Regions from separate parts of the Zea mays genome. Here region 2 is linked to region 1. A link is a contact called in public Hi-C data. All regions are on one chromosome and are shown on one strand. Each heading gives the region's core, a stretch centred on a gene start, on an enhancer-like site or on the middle of the called end of the contact. The rest is flanking DNA. Distances are from core to core; before and after follow the strand shown. Region 1 holds the start of LOC103633176 (FT-interacting protein 3). Region 2 holds the start of LOC100283449 (beta alanine synthase 1).

What was found. Hi-C and Micro-C count contacts between places; a contact is called where the count stands out from the background.
Region 2: a Hi-C map of tassel shows a contact between it and region 1, with 4 times the contacts expected there. The contact joins the promoter of LOC100283449 here to the promoter of LOC103633176 in region 1. A contact is called at or near these places in 2 of 25 Hi-C or Micro-C datasets (ear and tassel).

What each region holds. Positions count from the first base shown.
Region 1 is chr7:155,262,679-155,267,225 of Zm-B73-REFERENCE-NAM-5.0, forward strand. LOC103633176 (FT-interacting protein 3) reads right to left here and starts at 2,666. Exons shown (of 2, transcript XM_008654862.4): 1 at 2,288-2,666; 2 at 1-271. The coding sequence starts at 207.
Region 2 is chr7:155,586,331-155,590,877 of Zm-B73-REFERENCE-NAM-5.0, forward strand. LOC100283449 (beta alanine synthase 1) reads right to left here and starts at 2,779. Exons shown (of 6, transcript NM_001156350.2): 1 at 2,498-2,779; 2 at 1,762-1,869; 3 at 1,420-1,608; 4 at 1,105-1,332; 5 at 782-1,006; 6 at 42-679. The coding sequence starts at 2,629. The coding sequence ends at 317. LOC103633183 (asparagine--tRNA ligase, chloroplastic/mitochondrial) reads left to right here and starts at 3,035. Exons shown (of 15, transcript XM_020540738.3): 1 at 3,035-3,475; 2 at 3,982-4,050; 3 at 4,182-4,286. The coding sequence starts at 3,131.

The DNA of each region.
Region 1 (4,547 bases), core at 1,416-3,915:
GAGGTGCAGCTCCGGGAGGCGGGACGGGTCAGACACGTTGAAGTAGAGCTGCTCGTTCCAGACAGGGTTGAGGTCCCTGTCCCTGATGGCCGTGCGGGACTTCTGGCCGTCGAACTCGACCTCCACGAAAGGGTTCGCCGTGCCCTGCTCTTTCGGGAGGAGATCGTGAGCGCTGGTAACCTCGACGCCAAGCTTAAGATTGCTCATCGTGTGGCCCGCAGCCGGATCTTTCTTGGAGCACGGAAGGGACGGGACGCAACGGAGTATTATTCTGGAACAAGAACAACAACAAAAAACAAGCGTTGGAAATCTTATTCGGTGCGGAAACTACAGCAACAGCGCCAGTATTTTAACTACCAGCTTGACAAATATTCCCTCGATCAATAGGGTGGTTGGTCGGTTAGAAAAAAAGGAAATCTCAGTGATGCCCACAAGTTTTCCTTTGGTTGAGGAATCAACGGCGTGTGGGGGTACTACTGAAAAGCTAGACAGGAGAGGTGCAGATAAAAGGAAAATCGTGTCTTGTATCTTTTGCAAGTGATCGTGTACACATGTAGCAGTAGTAGATAGGAAAGCCAGTCCTCAACTATCTCAAGCATGGTGTGCTGATATAGGCCCTAACTATCAGCCACATTTGGGTGACCAGATGCTGATGATGCAGGGGAAAGAGAGATGCCACCAGCCGTCCAGCCAGCCCTCCCCTTTCGTGACTGTGACCGCCACTATGGCCACGACGGATGGTAATTATCTTGTCTTATTAACCGAGACTCGGATCCATTTTCATCACAAAGGAGCACAGCAGCACAGGTGTAGTATGAATGCGATGTTCATTTATTTCTGATGATACGGCTTGTTTGCGCCGGAGACGCAAGGTTGGCATCGGAAGGAGATCTGGAGCGAGGCATAAATGGAGCTGCACAGGTGTAACGTCCAGAAAGTGGCAGCTGAGCCTGTTGAGTTCAATCAAGAGATTAGGAGGGACCATTGTTCGGAGCCGGCCCCTTTTGGTGAGGGGAGGTAGGCAGGGAAGGTGTAGGCCTGCTAATGGCAAAAAATTCAACCCACTCTCACTCATACCTAAAACTAATAACTTTGATATTCATCCCACACCTATCCAAAAATATTAGAAGGAAGACCCATCTAATAACATTATTGATCGCAAACCAACCCGTAATTGGGCGGAAACCCATGAAAAAACCGTGGATTTAGCTTATTGTCTCATATCAAACCAACTGCATACACTGATACATGGTGATAATTTTATAGGTAGTTTCAGTGACATACAAAAACATAGTTGCATACACAGTGACAAATTTGATCGATGAACATTTAGGTCTCGAGAGAATAACAAAAAAAACATATGTTAAAGATCCTTAATCCATCTATGTTTAAAAGAAAAATAAAGTTAACAATTCAATTAACAAGAAGATACATAAAAAAAAGCCTTTGCTAAACGTGAAGTAGAAGACTTAGAGTAAAGTAACTGAATGACATGTGGTGGTGTTGTGGCTGAATTATCCAGTGTTCAGCCTGTAGTAGCATTAGTAGTTGTACAGCCTGTAGAGAGCCGACAAGGCAGAGACGCCCAATGAAATGAAATTTTCATCCAAAGTTCCAAACAAGCAATAAGTATAGTGTGCTGGATGCAATTCTGTTATGTCACTGGATTATGCAGATGGCGTGAAAGCGATAAGTATAGTGTGTTGCGTGCGACTAAAGAAATCAAAGACTTTTCTGAACCTAAAATAAAATGATACTGATTAGGGTGGTAGTCTGATTGGTGAAGACCCATAAAAGCTCATACCTATACAAATCCATCTATACCCATGGGTATAAACCATTTTGACCCGCAATATAAAATAAACTCACCCAACCCAACATGTTCATAATTAAAACTCATCACAACCCACCAAAAACAAACTCATTTCTTAAACCACCTAAAATACCTATTTACATCCGCCCTATTCGCAGGCCAAGGCAGGTGGTGGGAGGATGGGATGTCCATGAGGGGAGGTAGGCATCACGCCGGAGGTTTCAGCACTGATGTCCATGATGTTATTTGAGCCACTCCATCCATCCATCGCCGTGTACCGATCGTAAAAGAGAGAGAGAAGAGAGAGGAGAATTTTGAGTGGTGACTAGTTCGAAAGCAGGAGCGCGAAACGACGCAGCCTTGACTACGAGACCAGCCGATTCACCCCTCCGCCGCCGTGACCAAACAAAACCCACCGAGGAACGCACACAAGTAGTAGTAAATACAGGCGAGAGGATAGGATAGATCGCTAACCTTGAGGAACGCAGAGGGCAGCCGTCGTCGTCGTCGATCTTCTTCTCTTGCTCCTTGGTGGGTTGTCGAGCGAGGAGGACGAAGACGGAGATGGATCGGATCGGAGACGATGACTGTCTGTCTGGCTCTGGTGATAAGATAGGAGCTGATGAGAGCTCCAATCCAATCCCAAGGCCGCTTGCTGGCCAGCAAACTGACGGAGAGCAAAACAAGGGGTCGCTGCAAAACGTTTATCTGTTTGGTGCGGTCGTCGCTGCTGGGTGGTGCCGTGTGTTGGACGTTTACAATTTAGCCGGAAAGAGAGGAGAACGAGCCGAGCGCGAGCGCGTGACGGCGTGAGTGTGAACTCAGACAGAGAGAGAGAGAGAGAGGGAGAGATTAAAGCACTGCAAGTATTAATATAGCGCGGGGTGGTGACATTGATATGCTAATGAGGAGCAGTTAGGTTTAATTAATCACTCCTAACACGCAGCTACAGGCCTAGAACTAGAAGCAAGGTTTGCGACAGGTGACCGTACGTGTGACGGCTTGGTAATGGCGGGCGTTTTGCTGCGTTGGCGCCTTGGTGGCGTCATTTTCTATCGCCTCCCGCCCTTAATTGGCCACTGCTCATCGCGGCGGTGCGCCCACCATTGCTTTGTTCGCTTCTCATCCTATCTTTTTTCTTTCCTCCTCTGGTTCCTCTCATCTCTCGTCTTTTTTTTACGTTCCGGGTCCTCCTGCGATGGTCATCGTCAAGATTTTTCCCCGGGTATCGTTGCTTACCAAGTCATAGCTAGTATCGCTTTCTCGCGCCGTATCTAGTTTTAACGCTAGAAGAAGAAAAATAAACTTAAGGACTAGTTTAGGAACTCCATTTTTTAAAGTGATTTTTATTTTCTCAATAAAAAATAAATTAATTTACTTGAAAAAATAAAAATCTCTTGAGAAAATGAGATTCCCAAATTAGCCCTAATAATCTCAAATAATCCATCTCAGCCTTCACAATGATCTCTCGTGTCACTAGTTTTGCTCGTGTCCTTAGTTTTGTTGTGCTTTCTTAAACTTATCCACCTCAGCCTTCACAATGATCTCCCATGACATGTGTCACTGTCTCGCCATGTGGCATGTGCGCTTGTAGTTTGCAACAAAAAAAAAACAAGTTTGCAGTGTCTATTAAGTCTTACCAAAAGAAGGAAACACACTAACAACTAGTACCCATTTCTATCGATTATTTCTGTTCACCGTTTTCGTAATTTCCAGTGCGTTTGGCATGATAATGGAATCGAAGTAGCTGTCTGTTAACAGTGCAACCGCAGAAGATGGCTTGGCTTGTAAAATTGCAAGGAAAAAGGAGGTCGCGCACTTGTGATTTGCAATGCAAGGACAGAGAAGGAGCAGGAGCGCGTGGATTCCAGACCTGAAAGCACGGCTGCTGCAAGTCTGCAACTACTACTGCAGCGGACGTTGACCTGGATGGACCCCACCCTCCACAGCAATTAGCCAATTAGCATACTGTTATATAGTTTTTTTTTTTTGTGTGTGTGGGGGGAAGAAGAAGCAGAACAATGCACAACAATCACGCGCTAGCTTCACGCGTTTTAGAAAATATATAAAATTCGGAGTTTTTCGCACTAATGTCTAAGGAAAGAGACAAACGAGGAATATTTTGCGTCCAACGTCAGACTGAAGACTGAAGACCGGAGAAAGCCGTTGCCAATGTCTCAATAAGTAGACCTGTTTAGTTGAATTTTTTTTTTCTAAATAAGAATTTGACTGAGGAGATAATCTAAATGTCATGAAGATTATGAAGATTACGTGTAGAATAAAATAAATTGGTCTATATGGTTTAAGATCTAGAAAGTGACGGATTTTTACTATTACCGCAACTCTGTCAATTATATGTTCAAGTTAGTTTTATATTATTTTTATCAAATCGATTCTCACAAAAGCGGATTAAAAAGCTGACCGTTTGACAGTGCTAAACAAACACGCACAATGTCATCCCGCGCAAATCGCTTCACTTTGATGATAAAAAAAAGATGTGTTGTAGACAGCATCAGACCTCTTGTTACTGTTGCAAAGAAAGACGAGATACAGAAAAGGTGAGTAAGCAAAAGCAGAGAGTCTTCCACACCAGCTTTGGACTTGTGGTAAATCTTAGCAAAGGTAATAATTCATAAGTAAACCAGTATTCCTTAGCCGACCAGTCAACTACGTGGATAACCTTCCAAGCTGAAGTTAGATCCTAAGCACGGAATCAAATACAGGCATACAAGAC
Region 2 (4,547 bases), core at 1,529-4,028, 320 kb after region 1:
AAGCATTATGTTTGAAGGAGTTTCTAAGTTATTCTCGGTGGTTTAAAGATTGTTGAATTTCTTCATCGAAAAATCTCTAGCAAATTATACAACAAAACAAGCATTACTGTTTCGAATATTGAGTAAAAGAAGCTCAAACTACACCAAACACATTTTTACAGTATGTGGAAATGTAAAGGAAAAAAAAAGAAAGAAACTTCCTCCATTTTGCATCTTCATCGTAGACATTATTCTGCTAAATGGTAAACCTTTTCCTGTTCATGTCAATACACAAATGACCTCCTTTTAAGCCCAAGTATCCAGCATACCTCAGTTTTTATGCCTTCTTATTAATCAAGGGATCAACAATGACTTGAGGTTTGAAATCTGGCTTCAAGTACTCTGAGAGCAAGGATGCATACATCTCATAGCGAGCAGTCATGCGGAAGGCCCACTTGTCTTTGATCTGGCGGCATAGGTTGAGGTCCATATCGGAGATGATCAAGCCATCTCGGTAGCGTGATAGAGATGGGGTGCAGGAGGCATCAGGTGCTGAGAAATGGCTAGATCCATAGAAATGGCCAAAGTCTGCGTGTTGCGGTTTCCCATCACCGGATGTGAAAGGATTAGGGAACACTTCTGTGCCAACCCGATTAATTGATCCAACGAAGTAGCTGTTTGCAATTGCGGCGTTCCTTGCCTGAAATAACAAAAAAATAATCATTCACCCCAAATTTTGCATATGCATTTATATAAAGAAATGTTCTATAGCGCACAAAAGAGCACATAAATTTTGTCTGACCTCAATGGGCCACATTGGTTCACTCAGTTCACCAACAGTCGCAGATGGGTTGAACACTATTTCAGCTCCATTGAGACCAAACGCAAGCCAATTAAGGGGATGATGTCTTCCATAACAAATGTTCACTCCTATTTTGCCATAAGCTGTTTCAAACACTGGATGCCCAGTGTTACCCTCCATGTAGTATGTGCTCTCATTGAAATCACCAACTCTTGGAATGTGATTCTACAGTAGCGTTTATTAAGACAATGTAAAAGCTTTCTGACAGAATGAAGAAATAGAAAATGCAGCCAAGGAAAATAAAATTGTAGCGATACACATACCTTTCGATGAATGCCAATTATGTTGCCGTTGTTTCCAATAACAACAGCAGTATTCCAAATAGTCTCCCCATGGTTTATATCCCTTTCAAGGATTGGGCTCACTATTACCATGTTATACTTCTGTGCAAGTTCCTGAAGGAATTGAGTAGATTCTCCATCAACTGGTTCAGCAAATTCACACCATCTTTTCTCGCGTGTGCAGAAGGCAAAAGGCATTGTCCAGGCTTCCTGAATTTGATATATGAATCATTAGGAACGATCTTCCTATTTAGAATATAACTCAATGTCCTGAACTGTATACGACGAGTTACTCACTTGTAAGCACATAATATTGACACCAGAAGCGCCGGCTGCATCAATTAGAGGTTTTATTTTGTCCATGATTGCCTTCTTTTGGTCAGCAAAGTGACAAGTAGTGGGAACAGCAATTGAGTTCTGAATTAGACCTACTCGAACAACTCTTGATTGCCTCAGAAACTCTTTGTCTGCACTAAAACGGAATGCCTGTAGCACAAGTAGATTTAAATCCATCAACCAATATAATTAGTTTCTGTATGATAGCTGCTGATGTCTAGAAAAAACATGCTACGTCTCTGCAATCACATAAATCACTTGACAAGCACAGTAATGAAAAATGGCAATTTATTATGAGTTAACCTGCAAATCAAAACTGTGTGTTTCCGCAAGAGTGGTTGTGGCGTCAGGCAGTGAGATAGCCTCAAGAGGTCGTGCACAATTCAGTCCCAGCAGCAATCGACTTGCTTCCTGTCAAAAGGAAAAAGTTGCCAGTATCAACAAAGTGAACCTAAATGTCATCTAGATATCCATATGATTACGACCCAATGAAACAGATCGAGAGTTGAGTACAGCAGGGTACAGTATTTACGATTCTGAAATCAGGCCATAGGTAAATTTCAGCTCCACCGATATTGCTAAGTAAACACCATTACATCTGAGGCTCTGTCTAGGAACAAAAGAGGACATGTACTAAATTCTATCGATTTTTTGTTGTTGGAAGAGGTACACAACCATCAGGCATCAGTATGAATATTATTACAATAAGCACGTTTATAGTCCACGTGATTACTAAGCTCAGTGGTGCAAAATAACCACCTATATGAAGAGAAAGTGACTAGTTGACCGCTTGATCGTTAATTGGGCCAATTCAGAGAACTAAAACTGTTCACAAACTTCCACCGTTCAACTGCCGGGGCAGCTGGACCACTCTTCCCGGTCGCAATTTGTTATCCAGTCAGTTCGCCCAAGCACGCCTTCTGGACTGGATTTGGATACGGCATCCATCCAAGAAGCAAGGAACGGGCACGGGCGACGGCACGGCGGCACGAATCTGAGCCTCCGCCTAGCGATCGATGGAATGATGGGAGAGCAATACCTGGAATAGATCGGGGGAAAGGTTGGCCTCCAGGAGCCTGTGCAGGGACTCGTACCCGCCGATCGACCCCGCAGGCGGTGGCGTCTTCCCCTCCTCCCCCTGCGCGACCCCTGAGCCGTTGCTGGTCGCCATTTCCTCTCGCTTGCGCGCGCGCGCCGGGAGCTTCTTGCCTTCTTCCCTCGGACTGGACCGATCGACTCGGGGAGAGGGAGAAGCGAGCAGGTCTCTTCCTCAATCAACTAGTGGGAGTGTGAGACGTCACGACGAAAAACATGTGATGTTATGTGATGATCTTGATTGGCTTCTTGCATGCTTTTCGGATGGATGATAAACACCAAACACCCAATTCCCATGTGATTTGGATTGACTTCAGCCTGATAACGTGTGATGCTGGGATGATAATACGATAATAATAAATAATATTGTACTTATAACTCAACAAAACAAAAGGATTCGTGCAAATAAAAAAAGTGGCACCTGTTAATACGTAACCTACAAAGACGGGTTACTAGAAATACGTCAATAGGCACAGGAGACACGTTAGCCCCTCGATCATAAACGGACGGCTCCTAGGCGGGGGAAGCAGATAGGCCCCGCCAAGAGCCTACCACACCTGCCACCGCCTCGCTGCCGATGTCGGCGGCCGCCGCCGCCCGGCTCCTCCGTTTGGCCCCGCGCCGGCTCCAGGTTCCAAAGGCCTCCCCGCTCGCCGCGATTTCGTTCCCGCTCCCGCGTACGACACCTCTCTCCGCTGCCTCGGGGCGGCGGCAGCGCTTCTGCGCCGCGGCGCAGGCCCCCGCCCCCGCATACGCGGCGACAGGGACGGCGGGCGAGGCCGTGGGGGAGTTCAGGAAGCGGCTGCGGGTGGCGGACGTGAAGGGCGGGGAGGACGAGGGCGCTGCCTGGGTGGGCAAGGAGCTCGCCGTGCGCGGGTGGGTGCGCACCTGCCGCGCCCAGAGGACCGTCACCTTCGTCGAGGTGGACGCTTGCGACTTCATTTTGCTATGGTTTTGATCAATTGAAATTTGGTGCTACAGTGATGCGCGTCGTTGGCAGATTTTACTTTTGCTGAAATGGGTGCATATGGTTAGCTGGGTGACTCTAGTGAATGTATCTATGTGCCTTGCTTTTGTACCAGGAATCATGCTATCGAATAGGATGCTCAATGAGCGTTTCACAATGTTAACAATGCCTTGATATTTGGTTAAATATTCTGAGTGATATAGTGCTGCATGTTTCAACTGATAGTGTATCTCTTTTGCTCTAGTAATGAACAACAAGACCCTAGCTAACATGTCATAACACTCTGGCTAAGGAGCCAGTCAAATCATAATGCTTATGCACGTCACAAAGGAATTTATGTTTATGGACTCAAGTAGCTCTTGTCTTCTGCACATGCATAGATTACCATCCAGAGGAACAGGCATTATTATTAATATTGTTTTCTTTAAGAGTCTAATGCATTCTAAAACTTCAACTTTTAGGTCAATGATGGCTCTTGCTTGTCCAATATGCAATGTGTGTTGACTCCTGAAACAGAAGGCTATGACCAGGTATTACGTTTTGCCCATTTTGTGAAGGTTGCAAGTTTATACTTTTGCAAGCTTCTCTTACACTGCATTGGTTGCAGTTTATAAGGCTATAATACATTTTATTTGTCATTATTTTCAATGATGGCTGTCAGATAGACTCTGTCACTACTGGAGCATCTGTACTAGTTGAGGGAGTTGTTGCAAGCAGCCAAGGCGGTAAGCAAAAAGTGGAGTTGAAGGTTTCAAAGATCACTGTGGTAATTATTCCAGTACTTCAGAATTACTTTTAGTTCAGGAGTTCCTGTGAAAGAGTATAGTCTGTAACTGACTAGCTTGTTAAGATGTCAAGAAATTTCTTTATGTTTCTGCATTTCTAAAAAAGTACAGGAATACTTATTTTGTAGTCAGTAGTTAGTTAATGTCTCATTTAATCATTTTGCATGCCAACTGTAGTCAACTGAAGCATCCTATGAGGCCATATTTTCTGTTGTTCTATTGTTTCAAGTTGTACACACGCT